Regions from separate parts of the Sus scrofa genome. Here region 1 is linked to region 2. A link is a contact called in public Hi-C data. All regions are on one chromosome and are shown on one strand. The core of a region is the stretch at or near the end of the contact, and the rest is flanking DNA. Distances in the headings are between cores, read along the strand shown.

Region 1 (6,967 bases), core at 194-2,693, 200 kb before region 2:
TAAAATCCCCATAATTGTGTGTGTGACACCATCAAAAAATAAGAACGGTGTAGAATCTTCTCTAAAGAAGTCCATTCCTCAGTAATGTGCCTAGCCACACCCAGATTTGAATTTCTACATTTTTTTTTTTCTTTCACGGCTGCACCTGCGGCATATGGAAGTTCCTGGGCCAGGGATCAAATCTGAGCCACAGCTGTGACCTTTGCCACAGTGGCAGCAACTCCTGATCCTTGACCCACTGCATCGGGGTGGTGGTGGTAGGGGGCTCAAACCCATGCAGCCACAGAGACAGCACCAGGTCCTCAACCCACTGCACCACAGCAGGTACTCCAGATTTCTCCATTTAGAACCCAAAGGTTTTTCTGCTTCAGAGAGATTGTTTACTCTGAAGGAAAGAGAGAAAACCCCTGCAGGGAGAGCTCAGCTTCTTGAGAGATGTGGTGTAATCCAGTAATTACAAGACATCCTTAAAAGATTAATGTTTGAATTTTGTTTGTCCTTTAAGAAATGTGGACCCAGACAGGCTGGACTTGTCTTCTTAGGGGTAGGGGAGTCAGGAGGAACCTGTGATCTGACCTCAAGTGGTAACTGACCTTCCAGAGCCCCCGGACGGGGGAAGGAGTGAATCAGGCTGACTGCAGATTTTTTGGTCCCGACCCCTCTAAACTAGAGGTTCTCACAGGCACCACAGTTTGTAAGGCCCCCTTCATCGGAAATGAAGAGAGATCAGTTTCCACATATTAACACTGTAGAAGAAAATCAGCAAAATATAAGCAGTACTGTCTCAGCACCATATGTAAGCATTCGGCCATTAGCTTATTGGTAATAACAGATCTATAAGTTTTGTGCATTAGGTTGGGGGAGGGGATTAGGGAGCAAAGAAAGGAACCCAATGAAAAAAGTGTACGCCTCTATCCTAAAGGCACAAACGCTAATGAAGTGTCCTGAAACTATCTTTTATATATATGTAACTTACTCTTCTCATTATATTTTTGTATAATTATAAATACGAAGATTTGATAGGGAGAAGCTGATGTTCTTTTGGGAAAGGGGGGTCACTTTACTTCGAGGCTCCACAAGCCCTCTTCCCGTGTAAAATGCAGACGTCCCAGGAGTCGGGGTGGGGCTGAAACTCTCTGTATGGAGAGGAATGTGCTTTTTCTTGCCAGCCTTCATCTCTCTGCAGTTTCTCGTACATGCAGCCCTTGTGTGTGTCAGGCCCTAGAAATCCAGCGATACCTGAGACATAGTGCGAAAGATTGTAACCTCTTCTCAATCAGGACTGACTTACTCACCAGTGTGTCCGCATGTGGCGCAAAACAGACGCTCAAAGGAGAGCATTTTTTGAATAGATGAATTGAACCCTCCATTCCAAGTCTGTAGCCATCAGCAGGCGTAGTGCCTGCAAGGAGTGCTTGGCTCCTTGGAGAGGTGATGTCATCCGATAATTACGAGACACTATTAAAAGCGCTGGAATGGAATCGCAGCCAAGTGCTCTAGGAGTCCAGGGAAGGAGTGCCAGCTTTGGCCCGGGTCATTCAGGTTTCCCAGAGCCCCCAGTATTTGAAATGAGAGCTGATGAGGAGGTGTTGCCAGCAGCGAGGGGACGTCCAGCAGAGCTTTGTGAGGTTGAGGGTGTCGGACATGCAGCACCGGCAGGAGGCCAACCCCGCTGGCCCTGAGTGCCGGCTTGGGACTGGCTGGGAGGCCTGGGACAGCCGCTTCTCTGAGCTTCTCTCCTGCTCCATCCTGCTCCCACTGCTCTACCAGATACCCTTCAGCTCTGCAGGGGCCGTCCCTCCCGCAGGCCCCCCCGCCCCGTCCTCTCACCACGCTTCACTTCCCCTGGCTGCTGCCTGTCTTCCCAGAGCACATTCCTATTCGGTGGTCCAGCCACTCCCACCCGCCCAAAATGTAGACTCTAGGAGGGCGGGGACTTCACTGGTTCACTGACCCTTTGCAGAGAATAGTGCCTGGTGGGCATGGCGGGCTCCTAGGAGGTGTTTGTTGAAGGAGGAAATTGAGGGTGTTAGCATTCCCTTCAGCGCAGCACTCAGCACTCGTCTCCGCTACCGGTATCCGTCTCTGCAGCAGAACTGGGACCTGGAGCGGAGGTGATGCCGGCCATGATCTCACATACTGTCACCAGCAGGTCTTCATGCATCATAGTCCCAGCCGCCTTTGGGGAGTTAGTGGCAAGTATTTACAAGGCAAAGCCCATGGGCTGGTTGAAGGACCCAGGACTGATCCTTGGTTCTGGTGTGGAAGGCTCACACTTGTACATCTAATGGGAACCTAAAAACGCACTTCTTGGAGTTCCCTGGTAGCCTAGCGGTTAAGAATACAGCATTGTCACTGCTGTGTCTCGGGTCACTGCCGTGGCATAGCTTCAGTCCCTGGCCCGGGAACTCCTACATGCCATGGGCACAGCTTAAAAAAAATTGAAAAATAAAAACACACTTCTTGAGTGTGGCTCAGCAGTTAACAAAGCCAACTAGGATCCATGAGGATGCAGGTTCGATCCCTGGCCTCGCTCAGTGGTTTAAGGATTCGTCGTTGCCGTGAGCTGTGGTGTAGGTTGCAGGCACAGCTCAGATCCTGTGTTGCTGTGGTGTAGGCGTAGGTGGGCAGCTGTAGCTCTGATTTGACCCCTAACCTAGGAACTTCCATATGCCATGGGTGCGGCCCTAAGAAGCAAAAAAAACAAAAACAAAAACAACACTTCTTCAGTGCCCCACCAGACATACAGCTGGCTGAAAGCGGCAGGAGCAGCTACTTCCTCAGGTGTCTCCAAAGACTGCTCTTTGACTGGCGGGTTCCTATCATTATCATTAAGCAGCGATGTCCTCAGGTTTAAACCTAGGCCATCCTGCCCCTGACTGGGCCGCTGCCAGCTCTGCAGGAAGCATGGGGAAGCAGGCATCCTGCACAGCTGCAGCTGGGCGTCCACGACTTTGATAACCCTGACGTCGGTTCTGTGCAGCCCTGCTCATCTTTTTTCTCTGCTCTCTTTACACAAGATGCCCATTGTAACCTCAGGGCTTGTCTCAGACCCTGTGCCCTCGGGTTTCCAGTAAACAAGGACCTGTTGGTGCTGGCACACACCATGCTGGCGAGCAGTGAGAAGAGGGTGGAAAGTGCAAATGGCTCTGAGCAGACTTGAGTTCATAGCTCTGTGATTTTAAACAAGTTAATTTGCCTCTCTGAGCCTTCCTTTTCTCATTTACTTAAAAAAAAAAAAAAATGGGGCGAGTGGCCAGTACTTCCCTCGTGGGATTGCTGTGTGAAGGCTGAGTGAACTGTGTGTGTAAGACAGCACCTGTACCGAAAGATGCACAGGTCTGGAACCGTGGGCCAGTTTTGCAGGGTCTAGGGGGGTGTCTGAGTTCAAGACCCTTGTTGAAGATGCTCCCTTACATAAAATAGATAAGCAACAAGGATTTACTGTATAGTATAGGGAATTATATCCAGTATCTTGTAATAATCTCTAATGGGACATAATCTGCAGCAACAACAACAAAAATCCCAAAACACCTGAGTCACCATGCTGTACACCTGACACTAATGCAGGATTGTAAATCAGCTCTACTCCAACAACAATGAACTTTAAGAAAAGATGCTCCTACCACGTACATGACAGTTCAATGGGAAACTCGTCTAAAGAGCCCAAACTGGGAAAACGATCTCCCTCTAAAAATAACAATGAAACTTCTTTCTGAAGCCACATGTGAGACATGGTCCTCTTGCTTCTAACAAGAAGACAGGCATGTTGCCATTTGCAGGCACAGGTCAGCCTCACCTCTTTGAGGCCCAGCATTGGCGCCACTTGCTTTCGGAAGGAGGTTGGGGCCTCCCTTGCAGAGAGCCGTGAGGGAAGTCGGGCCCAGAATTGAATCCACTCAAGGGCTTCATGCCGCAGAAGCTATTTACTTGGCCCCAGTTCAGTGAGGGTCACTGCAAGTCCTGCACCCTAGGCAAGCCATCCTCCTCCGCGAGCAGCCAGCATGATCTTTGGAGAGAGTGAGTCAGTCCGCTGCATTTCCCACCCTTTTAGACTGGCTTTCCACACGCCTCCTTCCAGCCTCAGCGCCTTGACCACTGTCCACTCTCAGCCCTCCCCTTGGGCTCCCGCCAATACCAACTTCCTCACTGCTCTCTCCCGTGCCAGAACCTTCTCACATCCTCTTCCTTCTGCCCAAAACACCCTTCCCCCATATCTGGCTAACGTTGCTCATCCCTCAGGGCTCAGCTTCAACTTCACAGCCTCAAAAAAGTCTTTCCTGATCCCTGGGCGGTTTTACAGAACTCAGTGCTTTGCCGCCGAAATGTTCCTGTCAATGGTAGCTATATCTCCTACTTGTTAAATATCTGTTTTCTTCACCAGAACATAAACTCCAAGAAACTAGACATTGAGTCTAACTTGCTTCTTGCTGTATCCTTAGTATCTCATTCAGCCCTCAGCAAATGATAGAAATTCAGCAAATGTATGAGTGAATAAATAAGCTCTTCTGAAATTAAACTTATGTTCTCACCTCTGCCGCCCACCCTCATTCAAATCTGCACCTCCTCCTGTATCACATGATCCGAGTCCATGATTCCCCCAACCCAGCCCCGTAGACTCCCCACTGCCGCTTAACTGTCTTCCTGCCTCTAGTCTCAGCCTCTTCAGTCCATCAGACGATTTGGAAACACGAGCCCAGGCAGGTAGCTGCCCCGTCCACATCCCTTCCGTGAGGTTCTCGTGGCTAGAGTAGTAGATGCACAGCTTTATGATAGCTCTCTGTGTGGAACAAGAACATGTACAGCAGTTCCCATTATGGCCCAGCAGTAATGAACCCTACTAGTATCTGTGAGGACGCAAGTTTGAGCCCTGGTCTCGCTCAGTGGGTTAAGGATCCGGCATTGCCGTGAGCTGTGGTGTAGGTCACAGACAGGATCAGATCTGGCGTGGCGTGGCTGTGGCATGGGCTGGCAGCTGCAGCTCCAATTCGACCCCTAGCCTGGGAACTTCTTTATGTCGTGGGTGCTGCCCTAAAAGACAAAAAATAAATATATATAAAGCAGAATTTCCCCCAGAATATGTATATATTTATAATTATGTGTCTATGCTACTGTTGTAACATACATTTCAAAACATACATTAAATATAGAAATTTTTAAAGGGTAATGATTTTATTTAATATGAAAACCTTTTGTGCTCATTAAAATATTAACTCATTGAATAGTTTTCATTGCTGAAATGTTGGTTGAGAGTCTGGCTCTACCTTTTATATACTTTAATGGCTGATGTCGCTGGGAAAGGCACTTCACAGAGAGATGCTGATCCAGATACGAGGAGGACTGTGTTGGTTGCCCGATGTTCTCTTTACTCCTGATACTGGTTTTAGTCAATCCTAAGAAGACGCCACCTCCTCAAAGGATCTTTGTCTGGCGCAGCCCCTGTCTCTCTTGTGCTCGTGTGTGTGTGTGTGTGTGTGTGTGTGTATACTATTAGCCTCAGCTCCACTGTGCTCTTCTTGGTTTGCTCACATATCTGACTTCCTCAGCATGCTGACCCTAGAGAAAATTGAAGTTCTCAGGAGTTCCCGTTGTGGCCCAGGGGGTTAAGGACCTGACGTGGTCTCTATGAAGATGCAGCTTCTATCCAGCCTTGTTCAGTGGGTTAAGGATTCGGCATTGCCACAAGCTGCAGCTTAGGTCACCAACGCGACTCAGTTCCTGTGTTGCTATGGCTGTGGCATAGGCCTCAGGTGCAGCTCTGACTCGACCCCAGCCCAGGAACTTCCACATGCCCTGAGTACAGCCATTTAAAAAGGTGGCGGGGGGCGGGGGGGGGGGGTAGAAGTTCTCAGATTCCCTTAATTAAAGGAAGGAAAGCCCACTGATGCTGCCTGAGCTTTGACTTTCCCAAGCTTTATCAATTCCTAAGAGTTCCAGCGTCTGTCTCATTGTCTGTTTTCCTATCTTAAAGTTGGACTCTTTCTGGATACAGCCAGCATCTGTAAGTCATGTGGGACTTGAGGTGGGGAGAACCAGTTATTTTGACAACCAAAAGATGCATGTGGCCTGAATGCCAACAGCCCTGTGGCTTCTAGAGTTTGCTAATGAGCATTTGTGAATGGTCAGGTGCCCAGGCCACATCTTTTACTTAAGAGCCCCACCGTTCTTTGAGTACCTGAAATCTCAAAGCAGAGAGGTGGAATTTCAGAGATGTGATTTGAATTGGCCAAAGCCCATGCCCCTTATCTTAAGCCAACAACTTCTTTCCCCCAGAGAGTGAGTTTAGAAGTTTCGCTGAAGGAACCGTTCAGAAATAAGTGAGCAGGGGTTCCCATCGTGGCTCAGCAGAAACAAATCTAACTAGTATCCATGATGGTGCAGGTTTGATCCCTGTCCTTGCCCAGCAGGTTAAGGATCCGGCATCGCCGTGAGCTGTGGTGTAGGTCACAGAAGCATCTCGGAGCCTGTGTTGCTGTGGCTGTGGTGTCAGCTGGCAGCTGTAGCTCCAATTGGACCCCTAGCCTGGGAACCTCCATATGCCACGAGTGTGGCCCTAAACAGACCAAAAAAGAAGAAGAAGTGAGCAGTTTCTCCTCGTTTCCACTTCTGAGACAAGGCTAGAAGTCAAGCAGAGAAGGTAGAGGGTACACAGGAACCAGGCAGCTTCAGAGCCGGCCTAGAGGGCTGGTGAGCTCAGAGTGCGGAGTCTGGTCACTTGGACCCGGGGCTTCGTCGTCTTGCTCCTTTGCCAGCAGCAGGAAGCCCTGCTGTGTGTAGATGATGGCTGGACAGTGTCGGCCGTTTCTGTGAAGAGGTGGCAGCTCCCTGGCAGGGTCATCTGAAACCAAACTTGCTCTTCTGCCTTACCGATAAAACGGGAAGCTGCCGAGTGCTCTCTCTGTAGTGCGAGGTGAAGACCTTAATGAATAGTCAGAAGACCTTGAGGCATCTTGAGGACTGAAGGGCA
Region 2 (6,783 bases), core at 1,095-3,594:
TCGCTCTTGGATTCCGGGCGGGGGAGTGGGGGGGATAAGCTCACGGTGGACTTTAACCTTGGGCTGAAACCGCAGCGCTTTGTTTTCGGAGGCGCTTCCTGGGGCGCCGCGGGGCCGGGCTCGGGGGGAGGCACGGCCGGAATGCGGCTGGGCAGCCTCTCCACTCCCAGGCTGCGTTCCCGCCGCCAAGGGGAGTGCTCAGATTCTCCGCCTGGGTCCCTCTAATTGTGCTTCTAGAAATCCGAGGAAGGAGCCACAGCTCGGCAGAGAGTTTCCGAGCGAGGTTTCCAAACCCTCCGCCTCCGACATCTGCCACGTGCCCGTCCGCAGTCGTGTCACTGGCACGGTGAGGTTCTCGGGAGGCACCCAGGAGGGGTGAATGCCTACCCCTTCCGAGGTTGTCCCCACCCCAAGTCTCGAGCAGGGGCGGTTGCCCGGAGGGGACGGTCCCCATCGCGTGCACCACTCACTCGGCTGATTCAGGGCAGGCGCCAGTGTGAAGGCCTGTTCCCCTACCCCCTGGCAGAGAGACAAACAGTGCTGGGGACATTAAATGTTATTATTGCAAACGCGCCATCTCTGCTCCCCCCCCAACACCTCCGGTCTCGGATAGAAAGAATATCGCCCCAACCAAGCTGCTGCCAGTGCCAGACTGGATGGTTTGCCTATTTGCGCCAAAGTGGGTAGCTGACGAGGCACCGAACCAGGACCAGACAGCGAAAAGCCCAGCATATCCCTGGGCGGAGGAGAAGATGGGCTGGTACCCGATGGGGAACCGGATAAGCCCCTGCCTCCAGGCCAGGTGCCTGCAGACACCCAGCGTGGTCCAGCAGAAAAAGGTCCCCCTCTGCGCCTGGTGCACCACCGAGGGCTCCGAGGGCAGAACGTCACCCCGGAATTACAGCTGGGTCTGCAGAGAGGGGTGGCAGGTGGAGTTCCGAGTTGCCGTTCTGACGCTGACCCTGGCGCTGCCTCTCGATGGCGCAGGCAGAGCCGGAGTTGGGCTCCAGCGGGTGGCCACCACCCATTTCAGCCTCACCTAGCCTTCCTGAGCGCGAGTGCCCGGCCCGGGTGCCCCTACCCCAGGCAGCGATCCGATGAGGCCCAGGCCGCCTCAGTCTGGTGGCCGCGGGTATGGAAGATGGTGGCACTGAGTGGGCAAGGCTTTTCCCTCTGTCTGGTGAACAGGGAAGCTTCTGGCTCGACTCCCTGTGCAGTCGTGGGGCTCCCAGGCCCTGACCAGGAGAGCAGGGCACCTGGCGCCGTCCTGGACCTGGGGTCAACCAGGAGTACCCGCGTGTGAGCAGCACTAAAGAGGGCTCCCCCTCGCCGAGATTTATGGCGGCAGCCAGCCCCCTGAGCACGGAGTGTCTCTCTCTGTCCCTTCAGAGCCAAACAGTGGAGTGGAAGACCCGACCCGGCCGGGGGGAAGAGGCCGGGGCCGGAGGCGGGGCCGAGAGCTGCCGCGATCTGCCAGGGGCGGCGGGGCGCTTGGGTCTGGGCAGAGCCTCGCGCCCTGTCCCTGCGGCTTTCTGGCGCCGCGTCCTTCGTCTTCCTGGCGAGTGGGGACCAATCTCAGCTGGACTGGCCGGACCTCGGCTCAGCGCCCAGTCGTGGCTGGGCCAGTCCGATCAAGCGGGATGGTGAGCCTGGCTTTCCCAGGCGGAGCCTCTCCGGGTTTTAGAGGCACCCGGACCAGGAGCTCCCTGGTTGCCGGACCTGGAACCTGGAAACTTGCGCGTGCAAGACCGGGGCGCTCGGCTTCCCGAGCTGGCACCCGGGGCTCCCTCCGCCGAGGGGCTGGCGGCGTGTGGGGACTCCCGTCTCCACGGGCAAAGGAGGTTTGGGTGGAGGTGGTTCGGGTGTCCTAGGCTAGGAAACGATGCTGGTTTCTTTTCTGAGGAGGGGGCGGGGGGGGGGGAGAACGGGTCCGATCGGCCAGCGCCACCAGGGTTCCCTGAGTCGGGCAGGATTGACCGAGGCGCGGGGGACTGCCGCCGCGCCAGAAAGGCGCAGCCCGGGAAAGCGGAGTCCAAGGTTGGCCTGTCCTTTGGTTGGAAAACAAAAGGGAAGAATTTGGTCAGTCAGGCCGCGTCCACGGAGCTGGAGGCCTAGGAACGAACATACAAAAAGCCTGGACCCTGGCGGCCCAGGATGGCCCAGGACCGCAGCGCTGGCTTGGGAGGCTTCTCCGGAACTGAGGTTTGGGTTGCAAGGAGGTTCCCCGCCCTTCAGCCGATTTTCCGCCCGCCAGTACAAAACACACACAGATACACACTGCGTCAACAGTCTTTTTGGCCAAGGATCCTGCCGAGTAAACACAAGGACGGGGGGAGGGGGAAGATGGCGGCGGGGCCGGGAAGACTGCGGGCCGCCGGCGGGGAGCGGCCCCGCGCCCGGCGCCCCGGCCCGCGGCTCCCGAGTGCGCGGCCACCAGGGCGGGGAGGGTGTTTCCCCAGACACCGAAGCCCGGCTAGGAGTGCCCATACGAGCGGTGGCGTCGTGGAAGGAGCCTGGGCTGCGCCCATCCCTCGGCCTGGGATCCGTCCCCCGCCCCAAGATGGCTCCCGGCCGCTGTTTACCCGGGGACCGCGGGCACCGGGACGCGCGCCGCCCGGGAGGGGGGCAACGAGCTGGGCGCCGGCAGGGCGGCTCCGCGGCGTGGCCGGCTCGCGCCCGTACACCCGCGGCAGCTCGGAGCACCGGGCGGGGCGGGGGGGCAGTGTCCGTCCTGCGAGCCCCGCTCGGCAGGCAGCCGGGAACCTGGAGCCACCACCGCCATCTCCGCGTTCCCAGGCCCGGCGCCCCGGCCGGGCTCTGGCAGGAGGGCCGCGCAGCGGCTCGCGCGGATGCAGGTGTGCGCGGGGAGGGCGGCACCAGGGGGCCGCGGCCCACAAAGGCCCGGGGTACGGGCTGGGGAGGGGGCTTCGCCTGCCCCAACCTCTGCCCTAATGAAATGCAGGCTCGGTTTGCCACGCAGACTAGGCGCACCCTTGGAAATGCAAACGCCATTTCATTGGCAAATGCAGGGCAAACAGGCAGAATTTTTATTAGCAACTAAATGATTTATGGCACACAAACCCCGCCGCCACAATTACGGCGTCTTCGTGCATCCAGGGGTGACAACATTAAACATTTATAAAAATAGGCTTTTGTTTTTTTCCACCCGACAAGCCCTTTGTATTCCCCACCCCAACTCTCTCAACACACCTATTTTTTTCCTTGAGCTATATTAAACAAAAACATTCCAGATCCCGGGGCGGGGAAAACAGAGTGGGAGATCAGGGTCTGGGGGCTGAATATTGAGCGATGGGGGTTCGGGCGTGGGAGGGTTTACTAGGAACCTACAAAGACCTCTGGCTAAGACTCAAGGACGCTCGGCGCTCACCCGCGCTGCGCCCCCGCGCTCGGCCCCTTCCCCTGCCTAGGCTTTCAGCAGCCTCGAGCAGCTCAACTGCATTTACTTTATTTTTGCAGTCACTCCCCCCTCCCCCAAGGCACACAGACACAATACCTCCTTTCTCTAACCCCCCTCTCCTCTCGGTCTTTGCTCCCGGCCGTCCCGGGGCTGCACCGGGAGCTTCCCGCCGCCCCGGCAGCCACTGAGACCGGCGCGCCCCGCTCCGCCGCGCGTTCCCCTCGGCTCCGGCTATTTTCGTTCCTTTCTTGCCTTCACACTCCTCCCTCCCCCCCCCGCGGAGCTCCAGCTTCCAAAAGAGGGCAGCCTAGAAACCAGCGCGGGAGGCTCCAGAAAGGGCAACTTGAAACTGCCCTCAAGAGGCTGAACTTTTTTCCTCAAATTTATACTGGAATTAAATTAGACACCCCCAGTTCGCTCTCCAAGCCTACCCCCCCTTCTTTTTCTAAAAGTGGAGGAAAGAAAATAGAAAAAATTGGCGCTTAACTAGCTCATTTTTCCCTCCCTCCCAGAAAAGTTGCCTTAAAAATGGATTGGAGGAAAAAAGAAAAAAAATAGAACAAGCGATGCCAAAACGCTGAGTCCGCAGCGCGGGGCGAAAGAGCGGGCTTCTCTTGTTTTAATTAAAATCTAATCACCGCGGTTGCTCTCCGAGGCAGGATCGGCAAGGATTTCTGCCCCTCCAGGCTTCCCTCTGAGGGTAGGTAATGCCTAGCCGGGCACCGGTCCCTGTGGGGCTGCGGAGAGAGGGTGCGGGCCCCCAGGACTGCCCCTCCGACCGCGTCCGCACTCTGCGCCCGCGGCCAAGTAGGTTGCCGCGGGCAGCTCCCGGCGACTCAGCCCAGAAAGGATTTTGCTGAAAGTGCAAAATAAAAGTACAAAGTCTGGGGGATTGGGACTCCCCTCCCCCTCCGGCCGCCGCGGCCAGCCAAGCACTTTTTGGGCTTGGCTGCTGCTTCCTCTGAGCTCAACAGATTTTTTTTTTTTTTTTCCCGGTCTCGCCCTCCCTGGAGGGGGCGCGGCGGATGGAAGGCGAGAGAGCCCCCAGCCAAGAGGTTTTTAATATTACACTTTAATAGGTTTCAGAAGGCCCCGTGGAGAAATGCTAATAGGCTGAAATGTCAGAATCGAGAGGGAGTCAGTTCGCGCTCAGCCGATCTAATCCTTTTTTCTGCTCTGATTTTTTTTTTTTTTGCGGGGGGTGGAGAGAAAGGGAGGGGAGCGCCCACGCAAAGAGAGCCTTTGGGGAGGGGCGCGGTGAAAGCTCCGCAGCCGGGCCGAGAAAGGGGCGCGCCCTGGCCCGCGTTTCTATAGGAACCCCTTTTAGAAGATTAGAGACTCACCCGCTGCCCGCCGCCGTGGCCTTTCCAAAATATTAATCAGTAACCATCTGACACCGCGTTTCAGGGAGGAACCCGCAGACCCGGGCTCGGAAAACGGCCTTCTCGCCTGCCCATCCCACCCAACCGCGTTGCAGGGGAAGAGGGAATGAATCGCAGCTTTGTTTTAAAGTGGGGGGGGGAGAGGGAAAAAGCAGCCCTTGTCTGTTTTGGCGTCTCCACCGCGCGTTCTAGAAGGCGCGCCCCAAGGGAGGTGGGGAGCCGGGGGCCTGGGCGCGGGGTGCAGCAGCCCGCCAGGCCCCAGGCCCTTCCCGGCCCGCTCGGCCCGTCACCTCCTCCTGCGAGCAGGAAGCTGACAGGCGGCCCATTAAACCGCGCCTTGCAAAGCCCTGGATTGCGGCGACAACCATCTTCCTCTATTTTGATCACTCAGCCCAGACGCTGGGGAGGGGGGGAGGAAAAGGGAGGAGGAGGAAGGGGGGGGCCCAGAGCTGGTGGAGGGGGAGGAGGGCTGCCTAGAAACGGCCCGGAAAAATTCTCACCACCAGTTTTGATCATTCAACCCCGCCGAGGGGAGCCTGGAAACTGCTGGAGCCCCTAGGTCCGTAATTGGTTTTATAGGAATGGCTGGGGGCCAAGGTGTTTACATGCGCGTGATTGGCGGCGCGCGCGACCAATGGGTGGCGGCCGGAGGCAGGCCTTGGGGGGAGGCGGGCACCCGGGAACAATGCGTGTTTCTTCGCTGGAGAGTGCTCCCCTCCCCCAGCCTCCTCCTCCCCCCCCGCCTTTTTTTTTTTTTTTTTTTTTTAGCTCCAGCGAGAGGAACTTGAAAGGGGGGTTGTGTAATGTACCTTTTCCAATCCCGGGCTGTATATGGAGATTTGGGATTCTTTAAACCGGCGCTACCTGGATTTTATTAAAAAGCGGGGAGCTCGGCGGGAGGAAAGCTGGCTTTTCCGGGGGCTGCGGGAGCCCGGCCGCGGGAGGGCGGAGGAGTTGGCGCGCCGAGCGCTCGGCCTGGGGAGCGGTTTTCTACCAAAAAAAGGAAAGGCGGGCAAAAAGTGTGAGGCGGCTGCGGGTGGCGAAGGGGAGCAGCGGCAGCGGGATGGCGGGCAGCACGGGAGCCTAGCCGAGCCGGGAGCCGGGGCCGCCGCCAGAGTCGCCGGAGCCGGAGCCCGAAGCCGGGAGCCCTGCAGCGCCAGGTACGCCGCCGGGTCGCCCGACCGCCCCTGGCCGGGCGCAGTGGTCTCCAAACTTCTCCAGATGGCCCCCCACCTCTCCTTCCCCTCGGGCTGCGCCGGGGATCCCCACAGCTCTCCGGCTCTCGAGAACTCAATCGGGGGGTCAGGGCCGGCGTAGTGGGGCGCCCTGGGAGGGGTGGGGGCGAGGCCCTGTGCCCCGGACGCCCACCTGAGCCCCCAGCTCTTCTCTATCTTGCCCAGCCCTTCTCTAGCCCGCCCAGCTCGGCCGAGGGGCGTCGGTTCCCTCCTCGGTTCCCGGTAGGCGGCGGGGGAGCCAGGGACGCCGAGACGTTTTCGATTATAGGCTGTTTTTAATTAAAAGCCGGAATTCAGCCATTTTAACTGCATTTAAGAGGGGGAGAAAAGTAGGGAGAACGCAGCGGAGCCCGCAGATGGCCAAACCAGCTTCTCTGCCAGAGCAAGGGTGTTTCGGGGGGCTTCACCTCGACTTCCCCAAAGTGGGGCGCCGGGGCATGCCCCGCAGCGCTGGCTTTTAAAAGAAAGCTACACAAAGAACATTTTTTTTTCTTTTTTAAAATCACGGAACGCTTCTCGCCTCTTTGAGGCAGTATCTTCGGATGTGGCGATCTTAGATTTTTCCAAAGTAAACGCGGATCTGGTAACCGGAGCCTGATGGGAGAGAGCAAGGGAGGGAGGGAGGAAGAGGGTGTTTGTAACCAAAACCAGGTTAAAATAAGCACCCTTAGGAAAGTTGGGGAGGAAGGCTGGAGTAGGCCGGGGTGGGGGGGGTCTGCAGCTCGGGGGGCTGGGCGCTGGTCGCGGG

The links. Hi-C and Micro-C count contacts between places; a contact is called where the count stands out from the background.
Region 1: a contact with region 2 is called in a Hi-C map of skeletal muscle, with 2.5 times the contacts expected there. A contact is called at or near these places in 4 of 47 Hi-C or Micro-C datasets (embryonic fibroblasts, liver and skeletal muscle) and 2 of 2 datasets of targeted methods (alveolar macrophages and skeletal muscle).

The regions. Positions count from the first base shown.
Region 1 is chr3:4,193,292-4,200,258 of Sscrofa11.1, reverse strand. The region is part of intron 13 of RNF216 (E3 ubiquitin-protein ligase RNF216); the gene reads left to right. Among named protein-coding and RNA genes, the nearest start is that of FSCN1, 63 kb to the right of the region's middle.
Region 2 is chr3:3,994,969-4,001,751 of Sscrofa11.1, reverse strand. It overlaps LOC110260072 (bcl-2-binding component 3-like), which reads left to right and starts at 2,344. Exons shown (of 7, transcript XM_021087964.1): 1 at 2,344-2,422; 2 at 2,797-2,906; 3 at 4,123-4,225; 4 at 5,804-5,960; 5 at 6,212-6,257. The coding sequence starts at 2,344. TNRC18 (trinucleotide repeat-containing gene 18 protein) reads left to right here and starts at 5,554. Exons shown (of 32, transcript XM_021086041.1): 1 at 5,554-5,960.